2 separate regions of the Mus musculus genome follow, and region 1 is linked to region 2. The links are chromatin contacts, called in public promoter capture Hi-C maps. All regions are on one chromosome and are shown on one strand. The core of a region is the stretch at or near the end of the contact, and the rest is flanking DNA. Distances in the headings are between cores, read along the strand shown.

Region 1 (6,916 bases), core at 2,713-5,212, 2.1 Mb before region 2:
TAAAGCCTATAACTCTACAGATATTTTATTACTCTTTCAAAATAAGAGAAATTTAAACATTAATTTAAATGAAAAATTTGTGAAATAGTAGGAAATGAGTAGTCAAGCCAAAGTTGGTAATTACCTTATATTAAAATAATTTACAAGTTAAAAACTTTTGTTTTGGACAAACTTAAATTAATTATAAAAATTAATAACTGACAGGGAAATAGTATTAAATATTTAAAAGAAGCTTGAATATACTTTGAAGAGATATTATATAGCTAATCTATGATTTAAAAATTGTATTCTTTTAAAATGTCTTTAATTTTTTAACGATATTAAAGTATTAGACAAGAAGTGGCAATGTATCCTCTACAAAAATACAAACTAAAAGGAATTGACTGATAAGCTTTTCCTGTTAAAAGCATTTGTTGGATCCCAGAAACACACACACACACACACACACACACACACACACACACACACACCAAGATAAAGAGTTGCTGCGTTTTTAATCTTAGTGAATATAAAGCCTTTTATTTTTAATTAAGTGTCCATGTGTGGGTTTGCACACATGAATGTAGAGCCCACAGAGGCTATAAAAGGGCACTAGAATCCCTTGGACTTGGATTGGCAGGCAGTTGTGAGTCACATGGGTCCTCTGGAAGACGAGTAAAAGAGCTTAAGTGGAGAACCATCAATAGCTGGGGACTTTTGCTTTAATATAATACTAAATTCATTAAACTCACTAAAATACCAATCTATATATTCTTGTTTCTTCTATGTGGCTTTCAAATAATACTCTGTGTCCAAGTCATAAGAATTATATTAAAATTTGCCTATATGTAAAGAATTAGCACATGCTTGCATTCCAGTAAAGTAGAAACTTGTATTTCTATTACTTTAAAAAAAATAATGCCCTCACAGAACAAGAGTTGTTTATTTAAAAACAAGCCCCACCTGAAAACAGGAGGCGGCAAGGAGTTTGCTCAGCTTGTTTGGAATATTTAACATGTTCTTCTCACAAAGGGTGATGATATAAAATGGTGCATTTAATTAACCAAATAGCTATCTAACGTCTTAGTAAGTCTTTGAAACACGCAGCCACTGAGGTGGCTCCTCAGTGGGCGGTATGAACTACTTTAATAGGTGTCCCAGTATCTAGAATCCTTCAGCAATGTAGAAACCCACGCTAAGGTCTGAGCATTAATAGAAGTGCATTTCAGTTCAGTCACTCATAACGAAGGACTGGTGAAAAGTTGGGGGTTACAAGCAACCGCTTTACATTTTCCCTTTGCAATCACTTGTCTGATAAGTGACAATAATTCCTGAGACCCACCAGTGACCTAAAAGTCTATATGGATGAGGTCCCACACTTAAACTACTACCCCAAGTGATGCTAGTCTCCACCAAGTCTAGACTACCCTGCACCATGTCCACAAGTACAATCAAGATAACATGTTTTGAGGCTGGAATGACTAAGACCTAAACATGTCCCCAAAAGGAATGTTAACAGATGTTTAAACTATTCCTCTGGAGTGTCATGACTTATGTCATAATTCTACCCTAAAAATATCTGTGCAAGAATGTATCTTTCTGTGACTCGTTAATTTATTAGCAGGTTGACAACTTGACATTTAAAATTAAAGGGTAGCAGTTATGAGTTTAGATTTACTCTTATGAGGTCCCTTTTTGGCCCTTGGTAATAGAGAAGTAAAAGGCTTCATGGATATTCACAATAACGTTAACTTGAAGGACATGCAGTATAGCTCCCTACTAGAGATTGTAGAATAAATGGGTCCATACATTTATTTTGCACCATGAAAAATGACTGTGATTCTTTACATGTCGATTTTTATTACTACCAATGTTTTGTCATGAAACACAGGCATGACCTAAAGGTTAGCAATTTCTAATATTTGTACACAGTGTAATAATTTCTTAAGATACTCCTTTGGGCATTAAATTAATACATGGACATTACAGAAAGGATCCAGAGATCACAAAACGGAATTCTAGGAGCGTCTCTTTAGTGACTAACAGACTTGCCTCACTTTCAGAGAAAACCAGTCTGAGCTATACGGTACAGAACATACAATCTTCATAATAATATCCAACAATGAGTGGATAAGCATACTGATACAGCAGCTGTGAATATATGATGTGCACTATATATGCACATACATTTTAAAAATAAGTATTTCAATACTTATTTAGGCTGCTGTTAGAAGTCAATGCATGATTTACATGCTCTATGACATTACATATAAATCAGGCAAATACTCAAATTTTACAAATAAGCGACATGAAGCTGGTCTGACAAACCAAGCATATGTAGTTAACTACCTTACAAGCAGTGTCTACTGGGTTCCTACTTTGCAACTTCAGACCTTTGTATCCCTTTTGGTACTGCCATTGCTAGGTCTTCTAAGGGATTATAAACAAATCTGAAATCACTTTATTGTGTGACAAATTGTAGAAATGGAGAAAAAGATATAACAAGAAGAACAAAGTCAAGATCCTAGCTGAATTAGACCAATTTTACCTCAGAGGAAAATCAAAATTCAGTTGAAGATGGAATGTGGCTTTAATCTCTAAATAACCATAGTATCAACCTTGAGAAAAGAACTGTAGGCATTCCTTTCATGGATTTCGCCCTCCAGTGCTCCAAGGAGCACCAAGGTTGTATGTGTGCATGCATGCCTGTGTGTGTGTTTATGTGTGAGTGTGTGTGCTTATGTGTGCGTGCATGTGTGTGTGTGTGTGCGTGCGTGCGTGCGTGCGTGCGTGCGTGCGTGCGTGTGTTTAAGTTCTGGAATCACACTGCAGAGCAGAAAGAGGCACATGCATGTTTCCTATTTCAGGCCCCAACTATGACTGTGACAATGACTTAGATCTTGGGAACAGAACCAAGGGCATGCTCACTTCTATCAGGAATGCACATAACACAGGAGAGATTGTCCTAGGAAGTAGCAAAGGCAAATGACAAAACTCACAAGCAGCTCTTCATGGAAAGAAAAACAAAATGACAAAATACAAGTATAAAAAAACTACGCAAACTTTCAAGGGAATGAGCAGTTTTGAGCAAGTAGCTCAGCTTGAAGCATATCCTCTTAATGCTTTGAATATTGTTACCTATTAATAATTACTATGTTGGCATTCTTCTTCTCAGACTATTTGAGTCCCATTAATCAACTAACAGTCATGCATTAAGAATCCTGTGTTTTCTTTAGGAAGATTGGGGAAGAAAACTGTTTCAGATGCTGCCCTATTTCATTTGCGGACAGCATTTGTTAGAGAATTACTATACTTGGGAAATGAGAAGCCAAATGGCAGAGTGTATCTCTACAGCAAGGATAGGCTACCTCCCATCTCTTGCTCTGCTCTGACTCCTCTGCAACACAACGGTAGTGACAGCATCTTTCCCATCAGGTTGTTCTAAAGGTAGGCTATGTGATGGCTGTATCTGGCACATCCTCACAAAATGCTACAATATGATATCCTTTCTAATACGTTCAATAGAGTATAATGAATAAATAAGGCATTTTATTATATTTCTAACAGACTGGAAAGTTATTAGAGTCAAGGCCCTCCAAGTGCACCCTACTTTACTTTCCCTGTAATTAGTACACCCAGGCCATCTCAGCCCCAAGTCCGTCCTAAGCAGACAGACAGGAGAGGCAACTCAGTTTTTACTTACTAGGCCATTTTTCTACAGAAACTGTTTATCAAGGCTGTTAATTCATGCCATGCTAAAATTCTGAATAGTAATGTCATACTAGAACTTTATCTCTAATTTCCTTTTCAGTCACAACAGTAAAGTGTGTGCGTCTGCTTATCCTCCGCCCCAAGACAATGACAATCATGTGACAGCCTACTAAAAACGCTTTTATCAGGGTGCGTTTCATAAAACCACCCGCCTGCCTCAATGGAAGTACTTCAGAGGTTATGACAACATCTGCAGAGAGTTTTGTAATAGTTCGTGCACAGCAGCCAATGTGTTCCTGTTTATGAGATCCTCTGGACTTCAGTCATTTATTTGTTCACTCCAATAATCATTATATTGTGTTGATGACTACAAGAAACATTCAAGAAGCAACTGTTCTGGGCCAAACATTTTTTCTAACTCTTTGAGGTTTGAGCATTAGCATCATGTGCAAGATTTTAAGGATACTAAGACAAAGTGGAGAAACAGACACGCTGATCCCAGTTCCAAGCCCTCCCTGAGGAACCTAGACATAGATGCTGACTGATTTTGTAATTGTTGCATTAACCAAAACAGCATAACCATATTCTAGCAAACTTGCACAAACACTGAACCAAGACATGTTCATTCAGTTTAAAGTCACTCTGGCTACAAACACTTGAAGAACTGTAATGGAAACTATGAAGGTTCAACTCTTTATCCTACCTCCAGTCTGTCTGTCCGCATTAACTTCTGTGCAGCAGCTGCGGCAGCTGCTGGCACTGGAACTCCAGGATTCCCCGTGACCAACATTGGTGCAGTCGGCAAGATCTCTGCTGGAACCAGGCTTGGGGAAACAGGCCCCAGGTAAGGGTTAAAGGCTGCTGATGCACTGGTGGCTAAGCTTGGTGCAACTGAAAACATTGGCTGCAAATTGAAACAAAAAGCAAAACTTAATGGCAAGTCTCCATTCCAAATTGATACTCTACTTACAGAGTTATCATTTATTCTTCATCTATCATTCATTCTTTCTTCCTTAACTTCTATTTAATTCTGTCTTTAATTTAGTCTAAGAAGATTTCAGTATACTGATATTTGCTAAGTCATTGTTTTTCTCCAAATCTAGCAGGCAGAATATGCATTCATATCTCCAGAGGGGGTTCGAAGATTGGCATCTAGAATACTTGTGGTTTAACGTCTTAAATATCTTAGTACAGACACTTGTTTGTGCTCACCCAGTCTCCACCTTTGTGACTCAATCCTAGAAATGTGTCTGAGAAACACACTGTGTAACTGCTGTCAGATATAGTGGAAAGGTCTGTTCTCAAGTGTTAACAGGATATAAGTGCCTATCATCTGAGCAGACACAGATGTCCCAGGGGATCACAGAGCCCCACAGCCAGCACATTGACCAAATCTGTGGGCTGTGAGAGGTGATGATTACACTGTCTTTTGAGCACAGAAGAGATAGCATTTGGCCTGGTCACTTGATGTCGGTTTCTCAGAAGAAAGGTTCAGTGTTCTACAAGCCCATCCCATACTTGTGGGGCACTCAGCAATGGAAATTAACCTTCTCCAGAAAATGTCTGGAATGTGAAGCCTGACAGAACATTTCCCAGGAAATGCCACAGAATTATTAAAAAACATGGGATGGGCTGTCAGCGGGCAGGACACACTGGGGTGATGCTACTGCATTCAATGGAGAGAAGCCAGGGATCTACTATGTGTAAATGGCATTCTTTAATATGAGAGCATAAGGTCCCAAAGGACTATACCATGGTTGAGCATCCATCCTACATGACAGCTCTGCATTGTGTACACATCTGTACTAAGAACAATATGAACGATAGACTATTTAATGTATACATTGATTCACTGGGAAAAATTTATAACATAGCATAGCTCACACTGATACATTCACCCTAACATAGCTAGTCCTCCAAGCATGTGCTTTGAACACCATGTTTAATTACTCTGACAGGTCTGTGGCCCTTGACTAATGAAGTAGCCTAGAATAAGTCTTTCCATTTCAAACCTCAAGCCTATTCCAATGCGAAGCAGCTGCCCTCAGGAAATACAAAAATTCCATGTGTATTATGAAGAAGGATCCATGTGTAAAACTGGGTCCAGTGGCATTTGTCTCTCCACAAAACCCTGAACAGCAGCTAACTTCAGGCTTTCCCTTTGTGTGCTAGAGGCCAGGGCAGCACCATGACAGGGTCAGTCCTGCATGGTGATCATGCATTAAACTTCTGTCCAAGAACATTCTAGGCAAATGTGTGTTCTGTTGCACACAGTCAGATACAGGGTATGGAATCTCAGACCACATAGAAGAATTGTTATAAATTTAGCAGAGTCCTAAAAGATTGAAAGCTAATTAATATCCTTTCTCTTTGCATTCATAGCTGTAAATTAAAATGAGTTCCAAGAAAGCCCACTTGATACTTACTATAGCAAGCTACTGAAATGTTTATGTCACTGTATACTATAGGAATTACTTAAGGCAAATGCCTTCATAAAGACATTCAGGATGAAGAAATTTTTCCCTGACTTGACACAATAATGACAGCACACCAATAAAATCAGCCTCGTTAAATCTCACCAAGTTAAATACAGTGAAAACCTACATATGGATAGAATGTAGCTGTCACCAATTATGAACACTGTGTTAGGGGTGGGTTACAGCTCAGAGTGGATCCTAATGTAGGAAAGCCAGTGACCATGGCCACTCCTGCATTACCGGAGCTGACCTGCAGAGGGCTCGTAAGATCTCAAAGATAGGAATGGCTGCATTGGTATTTGAAGTCTTCGTTTCTCTGAAGTAGGGATTGAATAATGTCTAACTATGTAGCTGGTATATTTGATACTGAGTGCATCCTTGCAGCAGTGACTTATAGATATCTTTGTTCCAATGAAGGTTGGTTTAGCATTACCTTTCCAAGGACATTTTCCAGTTGCTAATTCTGGGGCAGTTTATTTATCACTTGTTTGCTTTAAATGAAGCATTCTGCTTACATTACAGTTATTAGGCTTCATTATAACTGAAAATATTATTCAATTTCACATTACCATCCTAGTTAACTACACAAACATGATTATTACTAGTAATTCCCTATCCCGGGCAGCCCACACTGTGATAAGTGCTTTACTTATGTTATGTTTAATTTTTTTACTATAAGACTTTCCTTTCTTTGGCCTCTTTGGGAGGGGGGATGTCAGGAGAGTAGAAGATATCTCTTAGTTCCCTTC
Region 2 (6,595 bases), core at 2,796-5,295:
GTCTTTATGGAGTTGCCAGTTTAACAACAGAAAACAAGTACGCAAGCACATTAAGACTCTAAGTTTGTTAGACAATAGGATGGAGTCTAGCAAGCTGCTTTGTACATTTCAAACAAGAGACTCTGTACACAACGGCTTACAGACTATTTGATGTGTGCCTTCACTATATGCTAAGTGTTAGGGATTAAAAGGACTTTACTACTGTTTTCAGGATGATTTCTAGTTGGGTGTGGTAGCGCTCACATAGCACTCCAATACTGAGGTGGCTGATGCAGAGACATAGAGTTTGAGGCCAGTTTGATCTACTGCTATAATTTAAATCAAATGCTCAAAATATTTAAAAAGCTATAATGATACTTGTAAAATGTTCTGTGACAAAATATGTCCTAGATTTTAAAACTTAAGTTTTGTAATTTTTTTTTTTTTTTTTTTTTTTTTTTTTGAGACAAGGCCTCATGATGTAGGTAGCCCCAGCAGGACTAGAACTCTCTAAGTAGTCCAGGCTGTCCTGGAACTCAGCGATCTCCCTCCTAAGAGCTACCATGCTCAGGGTAAGTAATGTAGATACATTATAAACTCACTGTTATCGTTTTACCCTTTCCCTTTGTGTGTGTGTACTAATTAACCTTATATACCTTAAGGGATGTATACCTACCATGGAGTTACCTCTATAGCCCTCAAGTTCTATTCTTTACAGCATTAAAGCTACCACACAGGTAAAACAGTAGTAGCATTTCTCAGCACCAATCAATCCAACTGCTGCAATGTATATAACATACATTACAATTTAGAATAGGCCACATTGTCTTAATGCTAGAATTAATTAAAAAAAATCAATATCTCATTATGTAGCTTTTGCTGGCCTGGAAATTTCTTAAGTAGACCAGATTGACCTTGAACTCACAGAAATCTGACTACCTCTGCCCTCAAGTGCTGGCATTAAAGGCTATCATACATGTTACATGTTTAACAAACACTAGAAGGATAAGCCACAAATAAAATTTTCAAATGAGGGAGTTTATTGAGATCATACCTTAGTTATACATTATGTAGAAATTTAGCCAGTGTTAAGGCCATGGCCACAAAGGTATAGCAGAATCTAACACACTACGACCTTTCTTAGAATTTATATACCAATCTAGAATAGAATGGCAAACTGTCAGTACAGTCCTAATAAGGCCGCCGCTACGTAACTATAAAACGTGAATGTGATCAAGCTGTCACTGCTAACCCAAGTCCATGGTCTTCCACTGATGGACAAAGAAGAGGGGAGCTTGTTCTTACCTCACTTCAACCACCGGTATTTTAGCAGCCTCCCCCAGCTCTAGTGACACTTTTAATTGGCAGCACAGATTCTCTGTCTTGTTCATTTCTGCCAACATTATGGGAACTCAGAATGTTCTAGACACCAAAAGGGGTTTCTCACAATTTGTATTTAAGATCTATTATTTCATACTAGGGAAGAAAGTAAACTCCAAAATAACACTGGTAAGAAAAAAACAGCAACAAGAGGAAAAATAAGACCTGTATCAGCCACACTCTCTAAAGGAAAGAGCCTGAGATTTCTGTTGGGAATGCTGGTCAAACAAAGAAAAGCTCTTTTCTTTAGAGTCACTAAGCTGGTTGAATATCTGCCTGAGGATAAATCTGTCTCCTTTAATAAAAGAAAAGCAAGAACCAGGAAATACAGAAATAGATTTGGGGGTGGGGGGAGTGTTATGTAAATACTTAAATTTATCAACACTAAAGCTTTTTAGAACAAGTGTTTAAAAACTCAAGTTTCACATGTTTTGGTCTTTTCTCATTTCCGACTTAGAGTTATAACAATAAACAATTATTCACAGATCTATAGATCTAGTAAGTATACATTAAGTAAGATTTAAGGATTTAGGAATTTAAAAACTTAAAACAAAGAATGTTTAAAAGAGTAAACAGTATATTTTATTGGTAGAAAATAGACCATGGAATACCTGGGTATAATCCTAACCCTGCAAATATGTAATGTAAATTTGGCCAAGTAATCTTTGGGCATCTAAGAATATGATACTATGAGAGAGTGTCAGAACAAAGGCTCTAATCTAGAATCCTGTGAAAAAAATTGTTACTTTGTTAATTTGATTATATACAATCTATTCTTCATGAGTTAATTCTCCTATGTTTAGTGTCTACTATTTAGTAGGTTCTGCATTAGGTACTGAAAAGGCAAGGATGAATAAGACTTTACCCCAAACATCATAATTTAGCAGTCTAGCAGGGAAGGAAAATAGTTGAACAAATAGAGCATTTCCTTTGTGATACATAAAAAAAAGAGTGAAAAATAGCTCAGAAAGCGACCGTGCCCGTGCAGAAAGTGTGGTAAATTGCTTGGAAGTAGCTTGCCAAGTCAACAGAAAGAAGAGGATAATTCTGAAGAAGAACTTAAAGGGCTTTAACAACTCAGTACTGATGGAACACAAAATAAGCCGCGATGCCAATGCAGTAAGGTTAGTGCCACTAAGATTATAGTGATCCGTATGCTGGGCTGAACAGGATGGACTTCACACTGTCTCAAAAGGGCAGAACTTCAATCCCTTTTTAATGTACTAATTTTTAGGTCGAATTCAAATATTCATTTAGTAGTAAAGCTTTTAAGTAACAGAGAAGCAATTTATTGAATTACATAATTATGCCATTTAAATAGTGTCAGGGGGCTGGAGGATGGCTCAGCATTAAGAGTACTTGCTTCTCTTAAGAAGAAATAAATAGAGTTCTCAGCACTCATCTAAGGTGAGGCTCACAACTCTAACTCCAGCCCCAGGGAAGCCCACACCCTCTTCTGGGCCTCTTAAGGCCTGTACTCCTGTGCACACGCTCAGATACAGACGCATAAATAAATAAATAAATAATCTAAACAAAAGAAAACAATCTCAACTATCTGGCAGTGTTTAGAAGATTGCAACTAGCACCTCATAACTATCTGGCGAATAAATTATGATAGTCTATCTGAACAGGATAAGCATGGCTCTTAAAAATGTATATTCCTAGACTGGCAGAAGTATAAAAGCTTTGCCGTGTCTCAGGAGGACATAACTTCCAATTCTCAAAAATAAGACATTCGTCCTAATGATGCTATCTTTCTTCTTACATTGTTATCAACGATTTTTTTCTTTCCCACTTCTTTTCTACTTGAATCTTTTGTTTATTCAAACTTACATACCCAAGCCATAACATAGTATAGCACCTTTCCCAGTGTTGTCCAAGTTTGTTGTTGTTGTTTAAGCACCACAATATGTGTCAGCTTTAAATTCCTAGCGTCTTCTCATGTTCTACTTCTTAAATACTGTCTCACAGCTGTTTCAATCGAAAACATTAGACTATCATTATCCTGCTCACTGTCGCCACCTTAAGCCACATCTTCAGCATGAAACCTAACCTACACTAGCAATGTCTTGCTCCCTATCAACTCCCACAAACCTCATAACAATAAGGGAGCATATAATTTTTAATAATACTTAAGTTCAGATGAATTCGGTGTGAAGAGTCTTGTTTCTTCTATTAAGAAGGGTCCAAGCAACACCCGGCATTGCAGACCACAGGTCACACATCAAACTAATACTTTCTGTTACCTGTCTATTCCTATGGAAGATGAAGAACGATGGATGGATAACTGGGAGGAGGGACTACTGGGGACGGAGACTTCACTTCCCATTGGGATGCTATTACCAAATAAACTAAAAGACAGTTTGGTCCTTCCAGGAGGAAAGGCAAGACGGACTTCCAAGGCTTGCTAAGGAATTCTCCAGCGCGAAGACACAGAAAGAAATCACCGTAAAGGAAGAGTCTCTCGCTCTTTTGGAACTCACCTGTCAACAGCGGTGTGGACGGCGCCATCTTGTCCCGGAAAGAGAAACCCACGCGCTGGGGTGAGAGTTCAAGAAAGGCCGAACCCGGCCTCTACACGTCTCCCCAAGCGCAAAGTCTGCGAGTCGGTGTTTCCGGCGCCGCCAGCCTCGGGGCCAATCCACGTCTGGTTCCCGAGCGCGCACGCGCAGCTCTGGCTCCTCGTTTTCCGGAGCGGGGAAGAGCCTGGCTGCGGTGGCGGCCGGCGCTCGCCCTCCCTCTCCGGAGCGGGCGGAGTCCACACTTCCGCGGGGCGGGGTCTGCCCAGTGCTGACGTTGGCAGCCGAACCCGAACTAGTTCGAGGTTGCCGGTTGCACTGTCCGGTGGTTGGACTCTTGCCTCTCGGCCCTGCGGCCCGCTCTCCCCGGCACGCCGCCCCAAAGGCTGCTCAGACCGCCGCGATCGGCGGCTGCCGGTGTTCCAGCGCTCCGCGTCCCGGCCCAGTGGCTGTAGACGGCGTAGGCACCGCGATCAGAGCCGAGCCTCCCTCCCGGTGGCCCGGGACCGGCGAGCGAGCGAGTCCGAGAGGTTCTTGGGGCAGGTGGCGCTGCGAAAATGGTCGCCAAGCAGAGGATCCGTATGGCCAACGAGAAGCACAGCAAGAACATAACTCAGCGCGGCAACGTCGCTAAGACCTCGGTAAGGGAAAGTGGGCACCCCGCTCCATGTCGTGGCCGGGAGCCGAGGCCCGCGCCCCGCGCCCGGCCGGGGCCGCGGCGAGTTCTCCCCAGACCCGCCTGACTCCGGACTCCCGCTGCGGTGGAATCTGGGGTGGGGGGAGAGATCTGTGAGTCGGCCGGCCGGCCACCTGGCCTGGGGTGCAGGCCTTGGGAGCCCGGGATCCGAGAGTGCTTTCTCTGCATTTGAAACCGGGTTTTTTCTTTTTGCAGAGAAATGCCCCCGAAGAAAAGGCGTCGGTAGGACCCTGGTTATTGGCCCTCTTCATTTTTGTTGTCTGTGGCTCTGGTAAGTGTTTGGGGGGCTCTCGCGGTTTGGAATGACGTGGATGAGTGGCGAGTCCTACCTACCCGCGTGGTTCTCAACCCACCTGCTAAGAGAATTGTTTCTAGTGAACTGGATAACTTGTACCACAGAGGGTGGTGCCCCAGAAATTTCTCTTACCTTGATTTATGCTCATTGAAGATCAAAAAGAGAGAGAGAGAGAAATTAGATCTTCCTAATGATCCCTTAGAAGAAATTAAGCACCAAATATCTCTGATTTGCATTGTAACTTTATTATCGATAGTGTTGCAAAAAACTTAGCGAACATCGTGAACATCTGGATACTAGAACAGGACTGAACGATACCAGTACCTAAGGTCTCTATGTCAAAAACTAAGTATATAAAGTAAGGGTAGTACAAAGAATTGATTTTCTGTAGAGGAAACATACCTGCTGGGATATTTAATGTATGAGACAAGTGTTTTCAGGTAAGATTAGTTATTAAGACAGCCTGGTTTTAAGATGATAGACTCTTGCCCCTGCGGATGGATGTATTACAGACTGTCCTCCTGCTCTGCCTGCTGCTTTAATAGACAAGCTGCTGTTATTGAGACAGATGCTTTTATTTGCCGCATTCTACAGTTCCTGAGATTTTCATTTAACATTTCACTTTGCCTTTTTTCTAAACTTAACAACCGGAAGCTTTCTTGATATGTGGCCAAGAGCCAACCAGTTTATGTAACACAAAAAGATTATTGAATTTCAGCTGTGTGAGAATGAAGAAATGTGCATGTGTTAGGAAACCAGGCCTTTAAGGATATGTTGGAAATAAATTAATAGTAGGAAAAACGTGTTTGTTTTGGTGCTTTCAAGTTATTGCTAAAATAATTTCACATCTGGAATATCTCTTGTACATCTTATAGGTAAAAGTCAAGGAGCTGCAATTAAGGAAATAATTTGAGTTCGATGTGAAGCTCAGCTGCAGCGTATTTACCTATCATGCATCAGGCCCTCCCCGGGTCCCATCCCCAGTACCACGAGATAATAATCACTTCAAGGCATTGAATTGTTTAATTATGATAAACCTGCTTCACTTTTTTATTAGCGTAAAGTTAGATTAGCATTTGTAACTGACTGTACGATCACGCTGGAGTCTGCAGCTGCTGTAAATAGATGACTTTTAGTTGAGAGGCCTGTTTTCTTCAACTTGTTTTAATATTTGCTCTTTCTCTTCACAGCAATTTTCCAGATTATTCAAAGTATCAGGATGGGCATGTGAAGTGACTGACCTTGAGATCTTTCCATTCTCCTGTGAATTTTAACTTGAACTCATTCCTGATGTTCGATGCCCTAGTTAAAAACCATTGAGTAAATCGGCCTGCCTCAGAATGACTTTTCATATCCGCCTTCATGTGTCATTCCAAGGTGTCTTCAAGAGTCATTCCAGGTTTGCTAGTCCATGCCACAGTGCCTTGCAAAAGCACCACATGAATAAAGCAATAAAATTTGATTATTAAGTTCCAGTAGTAGACCATACTTATTCAGTACAGAATGAGTTTTATATGGTTATTAAAACATGACTAATTAGATTAAATCTGTGTAGACAGGGTATAGATTTTGTTAACCCTAATGTGTAAATGCAATTAGCTTAAATTTTGGAATCTTATGGTTTTCTATAGCTATGCCCTTTTTACTCTTGAATTGGAAAGCACACTCCATTATAGGGACATGTAACTGTCCTATAATAAGGTGCTTTTAAATGGTCACCTACAC

Evidence for each region. Promoter capture Hi-C pulls out the DNA fragments that hold promoters and counts their contacts.
Region 1: a promoter capture Hi-C map of liver shows a contact between it and region 2, with 3 times the contacts expected there. The contact joins the enhancer-like site here to the promoter of Serp1 in region 2. A contact is called at or near these places in 5 of 39 promoter capture datasets (hippocampal neurons, liver, neutrophils and 1 more) and 1 of 115 datasets of contacts at active chromatin or transcription factors (thymic regulatory T cells).

The regions. Positions count from the first base shown.
Region 1 is chr3:60,601,372-60,608,287 of GRCm38.p6, reverse strand. It overlaps Mbnl1 (muscleblind like splicing factor 1), which reads right to left. Exons shown (of 10, transcript NM_020007.4): 4 at 4,394-4,594. Among named protein-coding and RNA genes, the nearest start is that of Mbnl1, 100 kb to the right of the region's middle. Within about 2 kb of position 3,962, at least 82 of the 459 cell types and tissues checked have an H3K27ac peak or open chromatin away from gene starts, as enhancers often do. A contact at or near this core is called in liver and thymic regulatory T cells, where this site is marked.
Region 2 is chr3:58,523,334-58,529,928 of GRCm38.p6, reverse strand. Serp1 (stress-associated endoplasmic reticulum protein 1) reads left to right here and starts at 4,045. Exons shown (of 3, transcript NM_030685.3): 1 at 4,045-4,519; 2 at 4,771-4,846; 3 at 6,061-6,595. The coding sequence starts at 4,436. The coding sequence ends at 6,101. It overlaps Eif2a (eukaryotic translation initiation factor 2A), which reads right to left and starts at 4,108. Exons shown (of 14, transcript NM_001005509.2): 1 at 3,843-4,108. The coding sequence starts at 3,870.